Linked DNA regions of Mus musculus: regions 2, 3, 4, 5, 6 and 7 are each linked to region 1. A link is a contact called in public HiChIP or PLAC-seq, capture Hi-C and promoter capture Hi-C data. All regions are on one chromosome and are shown on one strand. The core of a region is the stretch at or near the end of the contact, and the rest is flanking DNA. Distances in the headings are between cores, read along the strand shown.

Evidence for each region. Promoter capture Hi-C pulls out the DNA fragments that hold promoters and counts their contacts. HiChIP or PLAC-seq counts read pairs in DNA pulled down with a chosen protein or histone mark. Capture Hi-C pulls out chosen DNA fragments and counts their contacts.
Region 2: a contact with region 1 is called in an H3K4me3 HiChIP or PLAC-seq map of embryonic forebrain, with 8 times the contacts expected there. The contact joins the promoter of Zfp870 here to the promoter of Adamts10 in region 1. A contact is called at or near these places in 9 of 39 promoter capture datasets (the 3T3-L1 cell line, the C10 cell line, the HPC-7 cell line and 4 more), 7 of 115 datasets of contacts at active chromatin or transcription factors (bone marrow-derived macrophages, embryonic forebrain, embryonic limb bud and 4 more) and 2 of 9 other capture datasets (embryonic stem cells and pancreatic islet).
Region 3: a contact with region 1 is called in a promoter capture Hi-C map of 3T3-L1-derived adipocytes, with 5 times the contacts expected there. The contact joins the promoter of Zfp811 here to the promoter of Adamts10 in region 1. A contact is called at or near these places in 5 of 39 promoter capture datasets (the 3T3-L1 cell line, 3T3-L1-derived adipocytes, cranial neural crest and 2 more), 1 of 115 datasets of contacts at active chromatin or transcription factors (embryonic hindbrain) and 1 of 9 other capture datasets (embryonic stem cells).
Region 4: a promoter capture Hi-C map of hippocampal neurons shows a contact between it and region 1, with 2.5 times the contacts expected there. The contact joins the promoter of Zfp871 here to the promoter of Adamts10 in region 1. A contact is called at or near these places in 8 of 39 promoter capture datasets (the 3T3-L1 cell line, 3T3-L1-derived adipocytes, frontonasal cranial neural crest and 4 more), 3 of 115 datasets of contacts at active chromatin or transcription factors (embryonic hindbrain, embryonic stem cells and large pre-B cells) and 2 of 9 other capture datasets (adipose tissue and liver).
Region 5: a contact with region 1 is called in a capture Hi-C map of macrophages, with 5 times the contacts expected there. The contact joins the promoter of Cyp4f16 here to the promoter of Adamts10 in region 1. A contact is called at or near these places in 10 of 39 promoter capture datasets (the 3T3-L1 cell line, the HPC-7 cell line, cranial neural crest and 5 more), 1 of 484 Hi-C or Micro-C datasets (myocytes), 5 of 115 datasets of contacts at active chromatin or transcription factors (double positive thymocytes, embryonic forebrain, embryonic stem cells and 2 more) and 1 of 9 other capture datasets (macrophages).
Region 6: a promoter capture Hi-C map of hippocampal neurons shows a contact between it and region 1, with 5 times the contacts expected there. The contact joins the promoter of Zfp799 here to the promoter of Adamts10 in region 1. A contact is called at or near these places in 9 of 39 promoter capture datasets (the 3T3-L1 cell line, 3T3-L1-derived adipocytes, HPC-7-derived erythroid cells and 5 more) and 1 of 115 datasets of contacts at active chromatin or transcription factors (embryonic stem cells).
Region 7: a contact with region 1 is called in a promoter capture Hi-C map of liver, with 3 times the contacts expected there. The contact joins the enhancer-like site here to the promoter of Adamts10 in region 1. A contact is called at or near these places in 6 of 39 promoter capture datasets (the 3T3-L1 cell line, 3T3-L1-derived adipocytes, cranial neural crest and 2 more), 1 of 484 Hi-C or Micro-C datasets (uterus) and 1 of 115 datasets of contacts at active chromatin or transcription factors (embryonic forebrain).

What each region holds. Positions count from the first base shown.
Region 1 is chr17:33,522,808-33,525,507 of GRCm38.p6, forward strand. It overlaps Adamts10 (a disintegrin-like and metallopeptidase (reprolysin type) with thrombospondin type 1 motif, 10), which reads left to right and starts at 1,278. Exons shown (of 25, transcript NM_172619.4): 1 at 1,278-1,451.
Region 2 is chr17:32,890,169-32,892,868 of GRCm38.p6, forward strand. It overlaps Zfp870 (zinc finger protein 870), which reads right to left and starts at 1,435. Exons shown (of 4, transcript NM_207245.2): 1 at 1,273-1,435. The coding sequence starts at 1,275.
Region 3 is chr17:32,808,635-32,811,334 of GRCm38.p6, forward strand. It overlaps Zfp811 (zinc finger protein 811), which reads right to left and starts at 1,297. Exons shown (of 4, transcript NM_183177.3): 1 at 1,148-1,297. The coding sequence starts at 1,150.
Region 4 is chr17:32,786,942-32,789,641 of GRCm38.p6, forward strand. Zfp871 (zinc finger protein 871) reads right to left here and starts at 1,346. Exons shown (of 4, transcript NM_172458.3): 1 at 1,197-1,346. The coding sequence starts at 1,199. Gm17115 (predicted gene 17115) reads left to right here and starts at 1,453. Exons shown (of 2, transcript NR_168031.1): 1 at 1,453-2,132; 2 at 2,446-2,700.
Region 5 is chr17:32,535,156-32,537,855 of GRCm38.p6, forward strand. Cyp4f16 (cytochrome P450, family 4, subfamily f, polypeptide 16) reads left to right here and starts at 1,402. Exons shown (of 13, transcript NM_024442.2): 1 at 1,402-1,500; 2 at 1,843-2,041. The coding sequence starts at 1,844.
Region 6 is chr17:32,828,965-32,831,664 of GRCm38.p6, forward strand. It overlaps Zfp799 (zinc finger protein 799), which reads right to left and starts at 1,297. Exons shown (of 4, transcript NM_177359.5): 1 at 1,125-1,297. The coding sequence starts at 1,127.
Region 7 is chr17:32,636,054-32,638,753 of GRCm38.p6, forward strand. Cyp4f37 (cytochrome P450, family 4, subfamily f, polypeptide 37) reads left to right here. Exons shown (of 13, transcript NM_001100187.1): 13 at 1-131. Among named protein-coding and RNA genes, the nearest start is that of Cyp4f37, 16 kb to the left of the region's middle. Within about 2 kb of position 1,343, at least 7 of the 459 cell types and tissues checked have an H3K27ac peak or open chromatin away from gene starts, as enhancers often do. A contact at or near this core is called in liver, where this site is marked.

The sequences.
Region 1 (2,700 bases), core at 28-2,527:
AAGGGGCAGTTCGGTTAGTGGAGGCCAGGGGTGGGTATGGGTTCTAGGGATTGCAGTATGTAAAAGTTAACAGCCCCTCTGGTCTGGCAGGGTGTCCAGAGAAGTTGGGTCCGGGCAGGAGGGTTCGGGCACCATAGGAATTTTTCGTACAGTGCATGAGCCCTTAACATGCCATTTCCAAGTTCAAGACTAAGTTCAACGTAGAGACAGAGAACTACCTGTATCCCTAGCTGAACTCAGAACAGAGGGAATGTTTGTGGTTGAAACTCTCCTGCTCCCTCCCACAACCACCCCTCTTCCTCCCCTGCTCCCTACAAAGGCTGTCATTACCCCATTTCTAAGGATAAGAAAACCTAGAATCAGAGTCGGTCAAGGCCAAGGCCAAAGCCCACTGTGGGGGCCAATCTTGGAATTCTGAGACCAGGGGTAATGGTGTAGAACACTCCCACAATCAGGCCTGGATTGAAGCTGGTTGGAATCCCAGCTTTGCTCCACTGCACTGGTCATCTCCTGCATGTACAAACTCCTCGTAGATTTAAACACTGTGTCCCAAAGATGATCATGACGCCCCCCTGGCTGGACTTAGTTTTCACATCTGTAAAATGGAACTGACTAGGTCCTCTTCACTGCTAGAGAGTTAAAGCAAGTGAACTCAAAAGCAGAGCCAAAGCAGATCAAAGCCCCCGGACCGGAGCTTTGTGAAGGCTGGGACCCAACTCAGATTTATTCACTCAGCCTCGGGCACCATGCCTGGCACACGGAGAGGCGCCCAATAAATGTTTGCTTGAGCAAGGACCAGCCCTCAATAAATAACAGCTGTTGTTGACTCGGCTAACGGAGGCAAGGCACTGGGCTCTCCCCTTGTCTCAACCCCCTCGCTAGCCCCCAACTCAATTTTGCCCCTTTCTCCAGGACCCCCATCTCCTCCACCTCTTTCTATTCAAACTTTCCTCCCTCACAATTTCCCGCCTAACCCCTCCTTTCCGTCCTCCCCCCCATCCCCCTACTGTGTGCGTCCACTCCTCCCCCACTCTCCACCTCTGTCCCTTCACACCCCCTGCCTTCTTCTATCTCCGCCCCCAGCCTCCCCTCTCCCGTACCCCCCCCCCCAACCTTCTCCAACTCCCATCCCAAATTCCTCCTCAGCATCTCCACCCACACGGGCGCCCTTCGCGAGGCGGGGTAATCCGGGCTCCGGGGTCCTTGGCTTGGGTCCAGCCTGAGGCCCTGGGCGGCGGCGGCGGCGGAAGCAGCAGCAGCGGCGGGCGGGGTTTGGGTTTTTTTTTTTGGTTTTTCTTTTTTTTTAATAACCCTGGCAGGCTGCTCAGGAAGTGAGTGCCTTCCCGCGCCCCCTCCCCCGGCCACGCCACCGGGCGCTTGCTCCCTCCCTTCCTGTGCGCCGGGCGGTGAGTCTGTGCGTCTACAGCGGACCGAAGGCTCCAGGCACGCAGGTACTGGCGATCTGGGGACCCAGTTGGGCGGCGCAGTCACCGGAATGCAGTGATTATAAGTGACTTTGTGTGTCTCGGGGACAAGATGTGCTGGACGGATCCCGTTGTGCGAGTGCTGTGTTGGTGCCGAATGTCCCTAAGTGTTGCAGATACAGACTGCCTGTTTGGGTTGGCTCAGGTTTGGGGCGGGGGTCGAGGTCAGCCACGTATCCAAATGGTTGTGCTTCTGCGGATTGTATGACCTTATGGCTTTCAGCATCTGGGAGCGACTGTGTGGGCAGACTGTTGAGGTGTGTTGAGTGTTTGCCTAAGTGAGGGTAAGAAAAATGCCTCTCGTGCATGTAAATGCCAAGTGTGTCTGTCTCTGAATATTTGCGTTTCTCAGGAGTGTTATTAGTGGAAATGCCTGCATGCATATGTGTCTGAGTTTGTAGAATTTCTTAGTTCCCCCTGCTATGAATGTGTAAACTTGTGCATGTGTGTGTGTTAACTTTCTGTGTTAAATGAGCGTGTATAGGCTGCTAGGCTTGTGGCTTGTCTTGGACTGTGTAACTGTGCACATAGGCCTGTTTGTCTGGGTTTATGGGCTGTCTGGGTGTCCATGTGGAAATATGTGTTTCTGTATACATAGGTGTGGAGGTATGTAGTTGTGTGTGTTTGGGTTTAGTGAACCAGGCCTTCCTGCTATTCAAGTGTGGGTTGCCCTATAGAGTGTGATTGTGTTTGTTTGTGTGTCTGCCTGTGAGAGTGGAGCTGGGGCTGCTACTTCCCCTCAGATGGTCATCTATGCCACAGAACTCTGAAGCAAGGAGCCTCCCTACCAGGGGGAGACACACTTTAATTAACAGCTGGTTGGTGGTAATGGGAGTGGTGACCTGTGCAGCCCCTCCCCTTAGGCCTCCCCTCTGGCTGGTCCTTTTGTCTGTGTGCTCACAGCAGCCAGGCCAGATGTGCAGCGCCTGGAGGAAGCCTGCTGCCTCAGGCTGATGGCTGCCTATGCCTGGCCAAAGAAGCTCTGTCCTCCACTGAGAAGCCTCCACCTCTTTAGCTGGGTTTCCCGCACAGCCTACAAAAGTCTAGGTGTGGAGTGCTGGTCCCTATAGGATCCCCAGGATGTGATGGAGCCACACACATTCCCGGGAGGCTTTTCCCTCTTCCAGCACTTGTGCCCTTCCCCCAGGCTAGTGGCCTCCCTGCAGCCTGCCAGAGGAGGGGCCTGGGGGACAGGGGCCAAGCCTAGGTACACACA
Region 2 (2,700 bases), core at 185-2,684, 630 kb before region 1:
AACCACAATCTGCCAGCACACCAAGAGACATTAACTGTGTCAATAAGTAGCAACACTCATACCAGATCATACCAGAAACACCAGACACAGGGGCTTTTGGTCCACAACAGATGGAACCCTCTTACCTGAGACTAAAACCAGAGAGTGGCAGGGTCAGCTGTCAAAAGCCAGCAAAATTGTCAACTCCTGGATCACCATGTCCCTCACCACAGCAGTTTCTTCGTGGCAAAATATTCAGCCCACCTGAAAGTCACCATCCAATAGCCTGTCCTCCCAAGAGGCATTTGGCATCTACGTACCTGCACTGCCAAGCCTTAGCTGGTCCCCTGGAGACTCCCCCCTCACCTACCTCAGCTCTCTACCTGTGTCTTCAGGACAGACGGATTCTGCAGGCTCTTTAACTATTTCCTAGCCATTTGTAACCTGTGTTGTCTCTGGTTGTGTGAAATGTCCCCGTGTGATCTGCTGGTTGATGTTAGGGATTCAAACTGGAATCACTAGGTGTGGAAGTGCACATCTTTCATCCCAGCACTGGAGAGCAGAACTAGGCAGATCTGTGAGTCCAGGACCAGTACCAGCCTCAAGGGTTGTATGTTAGATATCTTGCATATCAGATGTTTACATTACGGTTCATAACGGTAGCAGAATTGCAGTTATAAAGGAGCAACAAAGGTAATTTTATGGATGGGATCACAAAATGAACATTAGGAAGGTTGAGAGTCACTGCACTATGGGCATTTATTCCAGAAAGGATGGGGCCACTCGCTGCTCCAATATGTCTAACCCCCCTCCCCCGCACACACACACCCCGGCACCCCCCACCCCATCTCTCTCTCTCAACACTGAGAATCACAAAGTCCTCTGGGTAGCTGCGCCCTGAGACACTGCATAGGGTGTGTCGAGATTTTCAGGGGAGGACGAAGCAGTTATAGGACTCGTGTCCTAACCTTCATCATCCACGCAGCTCCACCTTCATCCCCCGTAGAAGAGTCCCAATCCAACTCCCAGAGTTGGCTCCTCAGGATCCTCCCGAGACCTTGGTGGAGAAGCCCAGCTGACCCCAGACGCTGCAGCGCTGAGCGCTCAGAGAGGAAGAGACCACCGCTCTGTCTGATGGACCAGCTCCACCCAGCGGAATCGGAGCGGCAAGACCCAGCGGAGCCAGATGAGACTCCGCTGCAGACTCAGCTGTCTTGCAAGACCTGCTCCCATTGCGGTCTCCGTCTGCTGCCGCAGCATCCTGCCCACATCTAAGTCACAGGCCGAACGTACCATTTCCAGCCCCGGAGTGTCCTGGTGTGCTCCTGCGGCTCCTGCTGTCAGTGAAGGCGACTCTGATATCTAGGCCTGGCATCTAGGACATACTTCCAAATAACACAAACATGCCTAATTTGGGGGGCTGGGGAGGGGGTTTAAGGAAACAGACCTCGGTCAGACAAAGCCCCTCATGCAAGAAGCGTACTTCTCATTGGACACTTCAGACACTAAAGTAATAACCTTTACCCTGATAGGCCAGCGAGCCTAACCTTTCTCCGGATAGGCCAGCGAGCCCTTGGCTCAGGTCCTGGAGCGCTAGTGACAGGGCATACAAGTTTTATTAGGCAAATTAGCAAGCAGATTTCACTCTAGACCCCTGCGTTCTAGCCCTGTCTGGGTGACTGTGTGCATGCAAGCGAAGTTTGTTCTCTTGCTTGTAACAATTCACAGTGAGCCGTTCCTAATTCTTCCTCCTAAGAATGGGGTCAGAGCAAGAGAATTCCAGACTCTGGTCACGGAGACAACTCTTAAGAGCTGCTTTGAGTAGGATTAGGAGGAAGGGCCTTATTAAAGGAAACCTCTCAGCCCGCTCTCATCTTCCCACATCCCACCGCTATACCGCCAGTCTGTACAAGACTTTGCGAACTATTCCACCAATAAAATTCACAAAAATAACCAGGTGGTGGTGGCGCATGCCTTTAATCCCAGCACTTGGGAGGCAGAGGCAGAGGCAGGCAGATTTCTGAGTTCGACGCCAGCCTGGTCTACAGAGTGAGTTCCAGGACAGCCAGGGCTATACAGAGAAACCCTGTCTCGAACAAACAAACAAATTGACAAAAATAGGCAACCTGACTTGTCTCTCACCCTGCAGTTTCAAAAAAAAAAAAACAAAACAAAACAAAAACAAAAACAAAAAGCAAAAAACCAAACAAAACAAAAACAAAAAATGTTTACCCAGAAAACCAGTTTCTGGGCCTGTTGAAATCAGTGCCCTCCTGCCCTGCTCTCTACTGCAAAAACGGATTTTCAGAGCCTTTGTGATGTGTTCAGGTTTGGAGGCCTTATTTTCTCAGACCAATAAACATCTGCTCTTGCTGTGTGTTAGGGTTTGTATTAATTAGGGTTTTATTGCTGTGAAGAGACACCATGTCCAAGGCAACTCTTATAAAGGCAAACATTTAATTGGGACTGGCTTACAGTTTCAGAGGTTCGGTCCATTATCATCATGGTGGAAAGCATGGCAGCCTCCAGACAGATATGGTACTGTAAGTGTTGGGAGTCCTACATCTTAATCAGAAGGCATCCAGGAGGAGACTGTCTTCTCCAGGCAGCCAGGAAGGGACTCTCTTCTGCACAGGGCAGAGCTTGAACACTAGGAGCCTCAAAGTCCACTGCAACAATGACATACTTCCTCTAACAAGGCCACAAGTCTTAAAAGTGCCA
Region 3 (2,700 bases), core at 47-2,546, 710 kb before region 1:
TGCAGCGACAGGATGAGACTAGAGCAACCTGCAAGGCTCATTGGAAAAGCAGGTGCCACTGAAATGAGACAAGGAAAAGACGGCGGGGGGTGGGGGGGGGTGGGGGGGGTGGGGGGGGGTGGAGGGGGGCGTGGGGGCGGGCTGCTTGTAGTTAGTTCATGTTGCAGGTTATGCCAAACCTAGAATGGCTCCATTGTGTTCAGCAACAACGTTAATCTGATTTGCTCGAGTTTTAAGCATAAGATCTCATAGAGGAAAAAGAGCTACTATTTGCCAGCACTCCAGAAGGCACAAAGTGACATCAGTAAACAACTCCTGAAAATGTACCAAATTTTATCAAAAACACTAGACGCATGAGCTTATCAACCACAATATATGCAACCCCTCACCTGAATTTCTACAAGGAGCACCCCAAAACCAGAGTGTGGCACACAGGCAGTGATCACAGGGTCAGCTGTCAAGAGAAGGGGAATAACCGTGGGCAAGGACTCCCTCCCGCCTTTGTCCTCGCAGTTTCTCCGGCTTAGTTGATCGATGAGAATTATTCGATCCTCAACAGCCCTCTTTGTCCCCGTATTAGCTCCAATGCCTGGACTCCAGTAAAGCTTTGTGTGCTTTCAAGCCTTTCTAACACTTTCTTAACCATTCTGCAACCTGTGTTTTGGTTCATTATTGTGTGAAATGTTAATATGTGGTTTAATGTTAGTGATTAAGATTGGAATAAAAGAGCAGTGGCTGCCCACGGCCAGAAAGAAGGCAAAATCGGGCTTACTTGGAAAACTGTAGTCAAGGAAAAAGAATTTATTGGCTATTTAATAAATCGTGACAGTGTAAAAAAGATCCATGTCTCTGTATGTTTCAGAATAACATGCACAAGATCCGGGGGTCAACACACCTCTTACCTCCTCTGGTGCAGAACCCCCAACCCGAGTACCTAGTCTCCACCACCCTCTGCCACCACCACCCACTCTGCCTAGACCTGGCACTGCGAGAGACCAGATGTGTCTGCTTCAGTGAGCGCTCAGCAAGAGACAGGGCAGCCTGGACCAGCTCCACCCGGAGGATCCCGCTCTGAGGCTCATCAGAGTCAGAGAGACCCCTCTGCAGACGAGAGCTGTACCCCACTGCCACAATCGCCCGCACGAACCATTTCCAGAGACATGATGTCCTAGTGTCCTCTTGTAGTTCCTGCAGTCAGTGGAGGTGAGGCAGAAATGGAGTAGAGAGAGAGAGAGACCTGGAGATTCCCTGTACAGATGCTAACAATCCAGATCCCCAAATAAGGCGGGGACCAAAAGGGGATGTCTCAGTGATACGTAGCGGCCATCTTCCTAATGCCTGGATATTTCATTGGATATGCATCCCAAAACAACTTGCCTGGTTGGCCATCAATCCACAGACCCGCCTCCTAAAGCTTTAGCGACTGGAGGAGCACACTCACCTACCACATTGAGATTCAAATTAGAAATTTTAGGTTCAAGCCTACCCAGACTGCATAGAGTACTTTCCTAGATCCTCACTGGCCCCACAGTGGGAAAGGGCAGAAGCAGAGCCCTGTCCCAGCTTTCCTGACCCAACACTTGCTCAGCGGGCAATTCTTGCTTCCTCCCCTTTCTGATGGGGTTACAGAAGCACAGAGGGATTCCAGACTCGGTGTCTATGGAAACAGCCCCATCGCACCATAGAAGACAAAAGGCATACCAGGTCTGGAATAGGAGAGAGAGGGGAGAGGGGAGAGGGGAGAGGGGAGAGGGGAGAGGGGAGAGGGGAGAGGGGAGAGGGGAGAGGGGAGAGGGAGAGAGGGAGTAAGGGAGGGAGGGAGACAGACACAGAGAGAGTGTGTGTGAGGGAGGGATGGAGGCTACCTATATTCAGTCAATAGCATAGAAAACATATGAAGGAATGAAATTATTGAAGGCATACAGAAAGTGGAATTTATAGAAAGAGGTCAAACATACCAGCAAAGTCCTCACGCTTTAACAAGGATCCAGTGTTTAATTTGACCCAGTGACTTCTGGTGTGTTCCACAAGCACACTATTATCTGACTCCAAATAGTCAATGTTTGGACAGGAGGTGCTGTACAGTTCAGCTTGTCCATGCAGATATATACAAGGGTCAAATGCAAGAGAGACACTGAGTCAGATTGTTCCTGATGGCTGTTACTAAACTTGAGGTCACAGTCTATAAGAAGCCAGGTTCAGCCACCCAACCTCGTGAAGACAAACATGCAAATTAGTAGGGAAAACCAGAAAAGAAGAAATTTATGCAATGTGGCTATGTTGGGAAGAGGAACAAAAAGACCCAGTGATTCCCCACTAGTCTATCTTGGGGTTACTAAAGTGAGACTGAAGTTTAAGTTAAAGCCCAGGGCATACTAAGCAGTCCAGGATGAGGGGTGATGCCACCCATTACTGGACTGTCACCATCTCTGTGAGGTTGTTCATCCCTTTCCTGGAGGAGATGAGCATCAGCTCTGGCCCAGGGTTTTCTTCTCCCAATACCAGATTCCCAGAGAAATCTCAATTTCTTGGAATTCACTGTTTCAATATTGTTAAAGCTAAAGGCTCTTTTAAGAAAACATTCATTTCTGTCAGGTTAATGTCAAATACAACAGTGGGGCCTAAAAGGGAAGGAAATAAAGAGACTACTCAGAAAGGGCAGCGGTATCCATTTTAAGGCTTTGGAGGAAGAGGTGATCC
Region 4 (2,700 bases), core at 96-2,595, 740 kb before region 1:
GACCACTCAGTGATACCGTAGGGAATATCTGCTTTCCAACAACGTCAAGCCTAGAATGACTCCATTTTATTAAATAACAACCTGGACTAGTTACTCAAAGCCCCTCCCCCGAAAAAGGAAGGGCAGTACAACTTGTTTACGCAAGCAAAAAAAAAAAAAAAAAAAAAAGGCCCACTATCTCCTAGAAAACTAGGAGGGACAAACTGACAATATCAACAACTAAAAATATACCAAATTGTATTAGAAACACCACACAAAGTATACAACATATAATCCCCTCACCTGGCACTACGAAGGAGCATCCCCAAGCCCAAAGGATGGCAGGCAACTGTCACACTTACCCACAGGGAAGAACTGAGTCAGTCCTTTGGACTCCATCTCCAGTGCGGTTTCTCCTGCCCAGGACATTCAGCCAACTTCAAATTGACTTACTTCAACGTTCGGTGCGCGTATACTTGACATCTCTGTGTCTACACTGCTAGGACATCATCATTGGTCCCCTTTCAGATTCTTCTTTGCACCCGCCTCAGCTCAATGCCTCCTACTTCAGGACAGACTCTAAACTCAACCACTTTGGCTCTTAGTCATTCTGTGATCTGCACATTTTGTATGTTTTTGTGTGAAATGTTCATGTGTGATCTTCCAGTTAACGTTAGCAATTAGATTGTTATATAAAAACGCGTTGATTGCCAATGGCTGGTTAGCAAAATCGGGACTACTGGATTAATTATTAACGAAATACACATGACTTGTGAATTATTAATTATTCGATAAATTCTGGCATTGGAAACACACAAACTTGTCCCCCCTGTTTATGACAACACGCCCAGGACACAAGGTCACCACACCCTGCGGCTTCCCTGCCCCCCAACACACACACACACACACACACACACACACGAATTCCAGGGTCCCGTGTCTCACCGCGACGCTGCCGCCACCGCCCAGGCTGCGGAGCCGCGTCGCTGCGGGTGCCCGGATGCCTAGGGAGGCCATGGCCGCAGCACTGAGCTCTTAGCAAAGGACAGGACCGCAGCTCTGCCTGATGGCCCAGCTCCACCCAGAGGGACCCGGGCAGCGCGGCCCAGCAGAGCAGATGAGATGCAGACTCAGCTGCCCTGGAAGGCCGCGTCCCCACTGCCGCCTCCGCTTCTAGCGGCGCCCTCCCCGCAGCCGGGACGCCTGGCCGCACGTACCATTTCCAATCACCGGGTGTCCTGCTGTTCTCCGGCAGCTCTTGCAGTAAGTGGATGGAACACAGACACTGGGGAAAACAACCTGCGGGTCTCTCTCCACAGAAGACACAAACGCCTAAAATGGCTGGACGGGAAGTGGCATCCTCCGCTTCTGTGCCCGCCCTCTCTCAACATCTGAAAATCTCATTGGACAGTTTATGCAGCCAAGCAACTTTTCTTACTGGCCAGTGAGTCACGTGCACGCCTCCCAATGCTTAAATGACAGAAAAAGCATCCTCTCGAGTGTACTGTGGCGCCAAACCTCTAATCCGAACGTAAGGCTTGATACTTGGGGTCTAAACTGGAGGTGGGATTCCCAAACTCTACTTCTGGCGTTACGTGTGAAGGGGATGAATACTTTATATTTTACATGGATTTAAACATACGTAGAAGTCTATTCTTTAACAAAGCAAAGATGTCGGCTAAATTCTATTTGCGTGAGTGAGAAATGGCATTGAAAAGAATGATGTGAATTATGCCTATTTGGCTGCGCTTCTAATATTCTCTCTCATTTTGTGATCGATGGTTGTCACCAAGGTCTCTGTGGCTGGGGATTTACCCATTCTGCTTACTCTTTTCAAATTCTCTCTTGAACCCACCTCGCCACTATTGCCCTCACAAAGTCACTTCTAGAGCAAAACATTTTGGGAATGGAAGGACACAGAACCATTCTTAAGATTCGAAGCATTCCAAAGATTCTTCAGTAAGTGGAAGTTTGCGCAGGTCGCAGCGGAGCTCCAGGACTCTGAACACATAAACCTGGAATACTCCACAGATGACTTCCAGGGCAGACATTCCTGCAATCAGGAGAACCAGCCTGACTGCGGAGGTAGAACTAAGTTCACAGAGGAATGGTAGAAATCAGAAAGGAAGCCTTGAAGAGAGAAGATTGGAATTGTAAGCCTGCTCTGGGTGCTGAAAGCGTTATAAGAGGCCGGGGGTGGGGGGGTGGGGGTGGGAAGCAGTAGACAGATAATAGATTCCTGCTGTGAAGAAGGTGAAGAAGGTGCAAGCTTGGAACAATGTCAGGGAACCTGCAGACAGGTATTTTAAGTGATATTTTAGAAGACAGGAGCGAAAATAGGAAAGCTAAAAAGACTTGAGGCGCAGCCAGCAAGATGACTAGATGGCATTTACAGATTTTGTTTAAGAATTTATTATTTTTTTAAAAATATGTTTGTGTGTCTGTGTGCATGTCACGCAAGAACAGATGCCCATGGAGGCCAGAAGAGGGCACTGAATCCGCGGAGATGGACTTATAAACTGCAGAACGTGGGTCCTGGTACAGAATTTGGGTACTTTACAAAAACAATATGCACTCTAAACCACGAAGCCAGCGTTCCAGCCCCCAACTCTTCAGACTCCCACCCAGTTCTCTCTTCTTCACATTTATAAAAAATATTTAATATTTACTGACAAATTAGCAGACTGTGTCCTTCTCTGCTTTCCATTTTTACCTCTTTTC
Region 5 (2,700 bases), core at 152-2,651, 990 kb before region 1:
GGGATCTCACACTCTTTTCTTTGCAAAGCTTCTGGAATCAAGCTTGTGTGTGGTGCAGACACATACATGCAGACAAAACATCTCTATACATAAATCAAATAAATAAAAGAAAAAATAAGAATGCTAAGTCAAGCGAAACAGCTATGGCTTCAACTGTGACAAGTGGGGGCCTTATACTGCTCTGTTCCATACAGTCTTTCCTTGTGTCTTCTCCAGTGTGGACTCTTTTAGAAATGTTGTGTGTTTCCTTTAGACGTTCATTACCCTAGAATTCAGTGTCATAAGTAGTTGTGAAATTGTAGACTTTGCCTATGCTTAAAAAGTACCTGTGAAGTTGAAAAATTTACTAGAGGAAAGGGAAACAACACCTTGTGAAAAATCCCCTGGGGAGGAAGTCTTGAGGTTGCTTAATTTTGATCTATTAGGGACCCCTAGCCTCCATAGTCCCTCATTTCTTGTTTGGGGAGCCCTGAGTTGGCGAGTCTGGACTTCTCCACTGACCTCTGCCCTTATCTTGCTCTATCAACCACCAATCAAGTACCCTTAACTCTGTTTCAGGACTTTGAGATTGCTTTTATCTGCCAACCTTTGAGCTGGTCCACCCATTGTTCTTTATGTCCGCGCTTTGGTGTGATGTTGGCTCCTTTTACTTGTCTAATAATGGGGAGCATGGCCATGGGAGGGTTCAGTGATTGCTAAGTCCATGACTTGCCGATCTAGGGTTTCTGAACAGCATACACTCCTGTTAAGGTCAAGTCGCCATTTGATCCTGGGAAGACAAGCCATTGCAGGCTTGTTCATTCTTGCCTGTACCCCTGTGCTCATAGCACTTCAGTCTGACTCCTTTCATCCTCACAAACCCGCTGAACTCTGACCCTTTAGTTGCCAGGTGTATTTTCCCAGCCAGGACATCTATCTCTTCAGTCTGACCATGGCTGGATTCTCTGGTCTAGTTTGGAATTGTTTCTATCCAGGGGCTGGGCTGCTAAGGGAGAGGACTGAATGCTGCAAGACTGTAGTCGGTGAGCAGAGGCATTCCAGAGACAGGTCTGCAGTTCTGCAGTTCTGCAGTGAGGAATTCTGCATGCTGCACTCCCACCAGTGAGATGTGCAGAGATCCCTGGGAGATGCTCAGGGAACATCCTGAACACCATCCTGGCACCTGTACTTCCTCCTTCACGCTTTTATCAGCAGACTGTTGCCCTTGGAAGGGCCCAGAGTCACCTTTGCCCTTGACTCAGAGGTGCTGCATCCTAAATGCAACCTGCCTGTGTGTGTTGCCCTGAGTCTTTCCCCTCCACTCCAGTCTGGCCCCGCCCAACTTGTTTTGGCCTGATGCCCAGGCAGGGAGGAAGTGGCTGAGCCTGGGAGGGATTTGATTGGTTCAGTCCAGCCTAACCCAGCCTCCCACACAGCTTCCTGAAGTTAGGAAGCAGGGGATAAATGCTTTTCACAGGACTGGGGAGAAGGTCTTAGAGGACCAGCAGCTCCTGAGATAAGGTACCGACTTGGGCTCTGAGGCAAGACAGGGTCCTGACTCTGATCAGGATGAGTTTATCAGTGTTGGGGTGGCTCCATGGAGACAATTGGCACAAGTGAGCCTGGGTTCCTGGATAACCGTTTGTGCTTCAGGCAGAGCCATCCCAGACTTCAACAGCTCTTGTCTGTGTGTTCCCTGCCTCCTTCTCTCTCTCTCATTCTGTCTCTTCCTGTATCTCCATCCCCTTCCCTGCTCTACTCCCTGCTCTACTCTCCAGTTTCTGCCCATGCTCAAAATTCTGAAGTTTTCCAGGTTCCTCTTCCAAACCTCAGAATCTCCTCCTGTGTCTGTCTGCTCAGCAGGATGCTGCGGCTAAGTGTGTCTGGGCTGGACCTGGGCTCTGTGGTGACCTCGTCATGGCATCTTCTGCTGCTTGGAGTGGCTTCCTGGATTTTGGCCAGAATCCTTGCCTGGACTTACTCATTCTATGAGAACTGCTCCCGCCTCAGTTGTTTCCCTCAGCCTCCTAAAAAAAACTGGTTTTCAGGTCACTTGGGCATGGTGAGTATGGCGGCAGATAGGCTGGGGGTACCGGGGTGTATGTGTTCCCTAGGCATCAGGAAAGGTCTGGAGCCTGTAGCAGGGAGAAGCAAAGAAAGTTATTTGGGCCCCTATTCTCATCACAACCCCACATTCATTTATCTTTCTTTCCAAGTTGTGCTCATCAGCCTTTCTCTCTTACCTGGCACCAGCCTACTGTGGGCCATACTCTCAGCAGGACTGAGGATTCCTCAAGTTCCTGGATATGTGTCATAGTCAGTGGATCCCATGGCGAATAGCACAGAGTAGTGGCATCCCTGGTATATTCTGTTTCACTGCTGGATTTGAGATCTTCCTTCAGTATGTCCAAGGTCTTGCCTCCTGCCTGGCTCATCTCTCTTGGTTTCAGATCAGTGACTGTATCTCTCTGGGTTGCTATTTGCCCTGTAGGATTCAGCTGCGATTTCTTACCTCCACCTACTGTTTGGGTGCAGAAGAGAGATTGTAGTTTTTTTCCCTTCCACTTCTTGGCCACTGTCCTTCCTCATTTTGCCCTCTGTCCTGAAGATGCATTAGTGGGCTCCATTATGCAATGTAGGTCAAGGATGAACACTTTTTAACATTGGTAGTGATTATCTGAAGTGCTTAGGGTTTGTGCATGCTAAGCAATGACTTTATTC
Region 6 (2,700 bases), core at 47-2,546, 690 kb before region 1:
CTCATAGGACTAGCGGATGTCACTGAAATGTGAGAGAAGACAGGGTGGGGTGGGGCTGTTCTGGGATACTCTGTGCTTTGGGAACTATCAGCTTTCTGGCCTACATGACTGTTTTGTTAAGCAAAAACTCTGCACTGGTTTATTCTGAATATCAATATCAACAAAGAACAAATAAAGGCACAATTTAATAATCTGTCTCAATAATGACGCCTGACAATATACCAAATCATATATACATGCACATAAAACTCACCAGCCTAACCAGATATAACCCCCTGCCTGAGACTATAGAAACTGCAACAAGCTGGTTGACGGGTCATAGGGTCAATTGTCAAAAGCCAGAAAACTTATCACAGGAAAAGCCCCGTCTCTACCCTAGGACTCCAGCTCTAGGACCTCAGCTCACTTCAAACAGGCCTTCTAACAACAGCCTGTGCTCGGAACGTGCATTGGACATTCTACACCCTCACTGATAAGTCTTACCAGTTCTCTGCCTCCAACTTGAGAACCTCCTATATTTTCAGCCTTTCTAACCATTTAGTAACTTGCACTTTGTATACCATTGTGTTAAATGGTCATGTGTTACCTGCCTATTGATAGTAATACTTAAGATAGGGATAAATGCATCGTGGTTGCCAATGGCCAGCTCTCAAGGATAACCAGGTGTACTCATCAAATCCTAGCCGATAAAGGCTGAGAAATGACTGACTGTTAAGTAAATTGGGACACTGAGCAGACATAAATGCAGCCTACTTTTTTTTTTTTTTTTTTTTTTTTTTTTTTTTTTTTGACAACGTGCATAGAACCCGGGCTCACCTCGCGGTTTTCCTACAAATCCCCTTACAAGAGCCCAAACCCACGGTTCCCCACGACTCTCCGCCTACACCTCCCAGACTGCGGAGACGCAGGCTGCAAGCGCCCAGCTGACCTGAGACCCCGCAGCACTGAGCTCTCAGCAAAGGACAGGACCGCAGCTCTGCCTGCTGGTCCAGCTCCATCCAGAGGGACCCGGGCAGCGCGGCCCAGCAGAGCAGATGAGATGCAGACTCAGCTGCCCTGGAAGGCCGCGTCCCCACTGCCGCCTCCGCTTACAGTAGCCTCCTCCCTACAGCCTGCGCACGCACCATTTCCAGTCACCGGGTGTCCAGGTGACCTCCTGCGATTCCCGCTGTCAGTAGGGGGGACAGAGATACCGAGGAGAGAGACCTGGGGGCCGCAGTCAAAGACACAGGACGACAATATGGCGGGGACACACAATGGCACCCCAAATGTTGTGCTTTCTACGTCACCGAAGACCGAAACTCCTCATTGGGCAGTTCACACAGCTACCAAACGTTCTCCTTGATTGGCCAACAATCCGTGAGCCTGCCTCCTGAATCCTGAGTGACAATAGAAACATCTCCTTCCTCCCTGGAAGACTTCACAGTTGACCCTGGTTCCTACTCTGGAGAGCACCTGGCCCCACCAAGGTTTTTTCTCAGATGCACTACTTTTATCGTTCCTTTTTGGTACATTTATTTATAGCTCATGTTTCAATATCACCACACAAGATATTTTGATGATCCCAGAAGGGCAAAAGTCAAAGGGTTGGGGCTAGGGAGATGGCTCCTTTGAAGTTCTTCTGGAGAACTCGGGTTGGCTTTCCAGAACCTCATCGTGGTTCACAATTGTCTGTAACTCTTAATTCCAGGGGATCTGATGCCTGATGCCCTATTTTTGCCTCCAAGGGCACCATGCATGCAATGGGTGCACAAACCATACCTGCAGGAAAAATATACCTGCACACACACACAAAATAATAAAATGAAAAAAATAAAAATAATCAGCCTCCTTCCTCAAAAGCACAGGTCTTCCAAACCCCCTCATGTATCATCTCATCAAACAAGCAAGCGACAACAAATTTCTGCTTTGTGTTGGCCAGCTGCTCCCACATACGGGGCCTCATTTGGAGTGTGGTTGATGTTCCCTGTGTCACTCCATTAAGGAAAAACAATTTTCGCTCTCCTAGCATCTTGATTAGGAGTGGGACTTTGCTACCACTTCCCCTTCCCTGGGCTGGGATTTTTGTCTAACTTTATTGAACTTATGTAGGTCTTGTACATGTAGCCACTGTCTCTCTGAGTTCTTATGTGCACCAACCCTGCTTATCTGGAAAACACTGTTTTCTTGAAGTCACCCATCTCCTCTGGTCTTACAAACATTACACTGCCTCTTCTACAGAGATCTCTACCTTCATTAGATTTTTTTTTCCTTTTTTGATTCTTCAGCTAAGACAGTAAGAAATATGATGTCATACAGACCCTAAGAAAACACAAATGCCAGCCCAGGCTACTATATCCAGCAAAACTCTCAATTACCATAGATGGAGAGAGCAAGATAGTCCATGACAAAAACAAATTTACACAATATCTTTCCAAAAATCCAGACCTAAAAAGGATAATAGAAGGAAAACTCCAACACAAGAAAGGAAAGTACACCCTAGAAAAAGCAAGACAGTAATCTTCTTTCAACAAACCCAAAAGAAGACAGCCACACAAACATAATTCCACCTCAAACAACAAAAATATCAGGAATCAACAATCACTATTTCTTAATATCTCTTAACACCAATGGACTCAATTCCTCAATAAAAAGACATAGACTAACAGACTGGATACATAAACAATCCAGAATTTTGCTGCATACAGGAATTGCACCTCA
Region 7 (2,700 bases), core at 93-2,592, 890 kb before region 1:
TATTCCCTTACTTGGTCACTTCCTCCTCTTGAGGCTGACTACCAAAGTGCAGCTATCACACTATTGAAGTACAGCAATCAAAAGCCCTCTTTGTTTCCTCTAATTAGCATGTCTAATTAAACACTCCATCCTAATACCTGGTTTCTTAATTTACCTTTATAAACTGCCATTTGCCTATGGGCTACATTGGTCTCCTCTCTATCCAGAAGTCCTTTGTCCCATTCTGGGACAAACAACCTTCTCCCATCTCTTGTGTTTCCCACCCCTTCTCCCCTGTCCTTTACCCCTTGTCTTTGTTTCCTATTTCCTGTCCTTTGTCCCTCTGAAGCAAATAAGTCTTGGGGACCCTGTGCAGATATTCTCCCTTTCCCTTTGCTTCTGCCTAGGATCGTGACAACGGATGGCTGCAGGGGGTGGGGAAGTGTAGGTCTTTGCATTCCACAGATCACAACAGATGCCTGTGTAATTCTTAAAAACACAGCTAGGCCTGTTTCTGACTGGCTACAGTCATCTGTTGGTCTCCTGACCATGGAGAATGCTCCCTTTGCAGGACAGTTTGGGAACAGCAGGCTTTGAAAATACTAGTTTTCCCAGGTTTAGTATAATGAACTGCTGCGGGATTCCAGGAGGAACACATACCTCTTTTCTGAAAGTTCTAAGACCTGACACCTGATGCCCTTGATGACAGGACAGAGGTGGCAGCGAGGCTAGGTAGATGGAGGTTGGAGTGGTCTCTAACATTCTGCCCCTGCAAGGATCACTGTCTTTCCCCTCCCGTTCTGCCTGATGTTCTAAGGCAGTTTTCTCCTATTTGACACGTTCAGTCCAGGAGGAAGAGGGAAGGTTTATGAGGCCCAGTAGGCAAATAGCATCTTATGTACCGAGCCAGATTTGTTTTTGCTTGTTTGTTTGTTTCTAGACAGGGTTGCTCTGCTTATCCTGGAACTTGCCTTGTAGACCTCCAACTCACAGAGACCCACTTGCCTCTGCCTTCTGAGTGCTATTAGTAAAGGCTTGGGACACTGCTGCTTGGCTCACCAGACTCTTGAAGCCCCTTCTCGAGTTTTATAGAAGAAACAAACAACTATTCGGGAGGAGACTGAGTGAGCTCAGGGTTAAAGTTTTCCTGCATTGTTGCCCTTTTGTGATGGGTGGACTTTTTTGAGCTACCCCTGTTTCTGTAAGCCCTCACCAATACCCTGGCAAGTAACCCCAATAAAAAATTGCTGATTTACTGAGTTGGACTTTGGTGTGATTGTCACTTTGGTCAGTGGTAAACACTCTGTGACATAATTCCTGGGAGGATATGAAGAAACCAGACAGGGAAACGATGACAAATCAAAATAATGACACCACCAAAGTCCAACTTTGCAAACCAATGTGCTTTATGGGGTTACTTACAGGAGTGTGGGTGCAGTCAGCCTAGCAGGTTGGAGGGTACCCTTTCCCAGTAGTCCATTGCTCTGAGCCTCTTCCCATAGCTCGGCTTATCTCTGCTCCTCCCAGGTAATTTTATAAAGCACGTTTCCCCTTGCCCCTCACGACTTAACTCTGAGATCACACCGCAGCTAGCTCTACTTAGGAAACCCATGCTTGGTCCGGCTAGCCGCCATGGTGCTGGCCATTGCTCTCTCACACCGCAGCCCACTTTTCCAGCTGGCCTTGCCAAGCTGCTCAACGCAGTCCCTCCTGCGTTCGACCACAGCCACCACTCATGCTCCAACGATCAGCCAACCCTGCGGTTGGCTCTGCGGACTGCCAACTACCACCCTGGTCTTACTCAGCTCCCATGCTAGCTCTCCTGGTCTCTGCTTGCTACTTGCCTGGTGCCACAATGGCCACTCCGGTCTCACCCAGCTCCCTTTAGCCCTGTGAAAGGAAAACACTAAAGACTTTTGTAGTTTAAAACTGACCAGGTAACTCAAAGGCTGATAAAAGAATATCCTGTCCCATCGTCCTTGCCCTCCTCAGGCACAACTGCAGAGGCCATGAGCTATCGGTGCCCTGAGAAACCTACCTGTTTGCAACTCCTTGCAGGCCTGCCGCCTGGTCCAGCTCCCAGTCTTCTCCTGTCATCTCTTCCTGTCCTGCCCGGAAATCTTGTCTTCTCTTTCATCCAACTATTAGCTTCTGCCATCTTCATTTAGCCAATCAACAATTAGGGAAATAATTAGGGAAGTTCCTCTTACGCACCTAGTCTGGGAGTCTGTCCCAGCAGGGCCTTCATAAGATCCATCTCTATGGTAATTTCTTAACTAGTGATTGATGGTGGAGGTCCCAGCCCATGGTGGTTGGTGCCATCCTCGGGCTGGTGAAAGCAGGCTGAGCAAGCCATGAGGGGTAAGACAGTAAGTAGAATCTTTCATGGCTTCTGCATCAGCTTCTGCCTGTTTGAGTTCTTGTCCTGACCTCCTTCCATGATGGACAGTGATGTGGAATTGTAAGCCAAATAAACCCTTTCCTCCTGAAGTTGCTTTGGTCATAGTGTTTCAGCCCAGCCATAGTAACCTTAGAAGCCTTATTTGAAATCAGCCCTGTCGCCATACTTCCATCCCGAGCTTCTGGACTCAGAGTTGGTCTCAAACCAAACTTGAAATTCAGTGATTCCACTAAACTAGCTGGCCAGCAAGCCTCAAGAATCTTCTGACCCCGTCTCTGCCTTCTCAGGGTTGCAGGTGTATGCCATTCCACCCAGGGTTT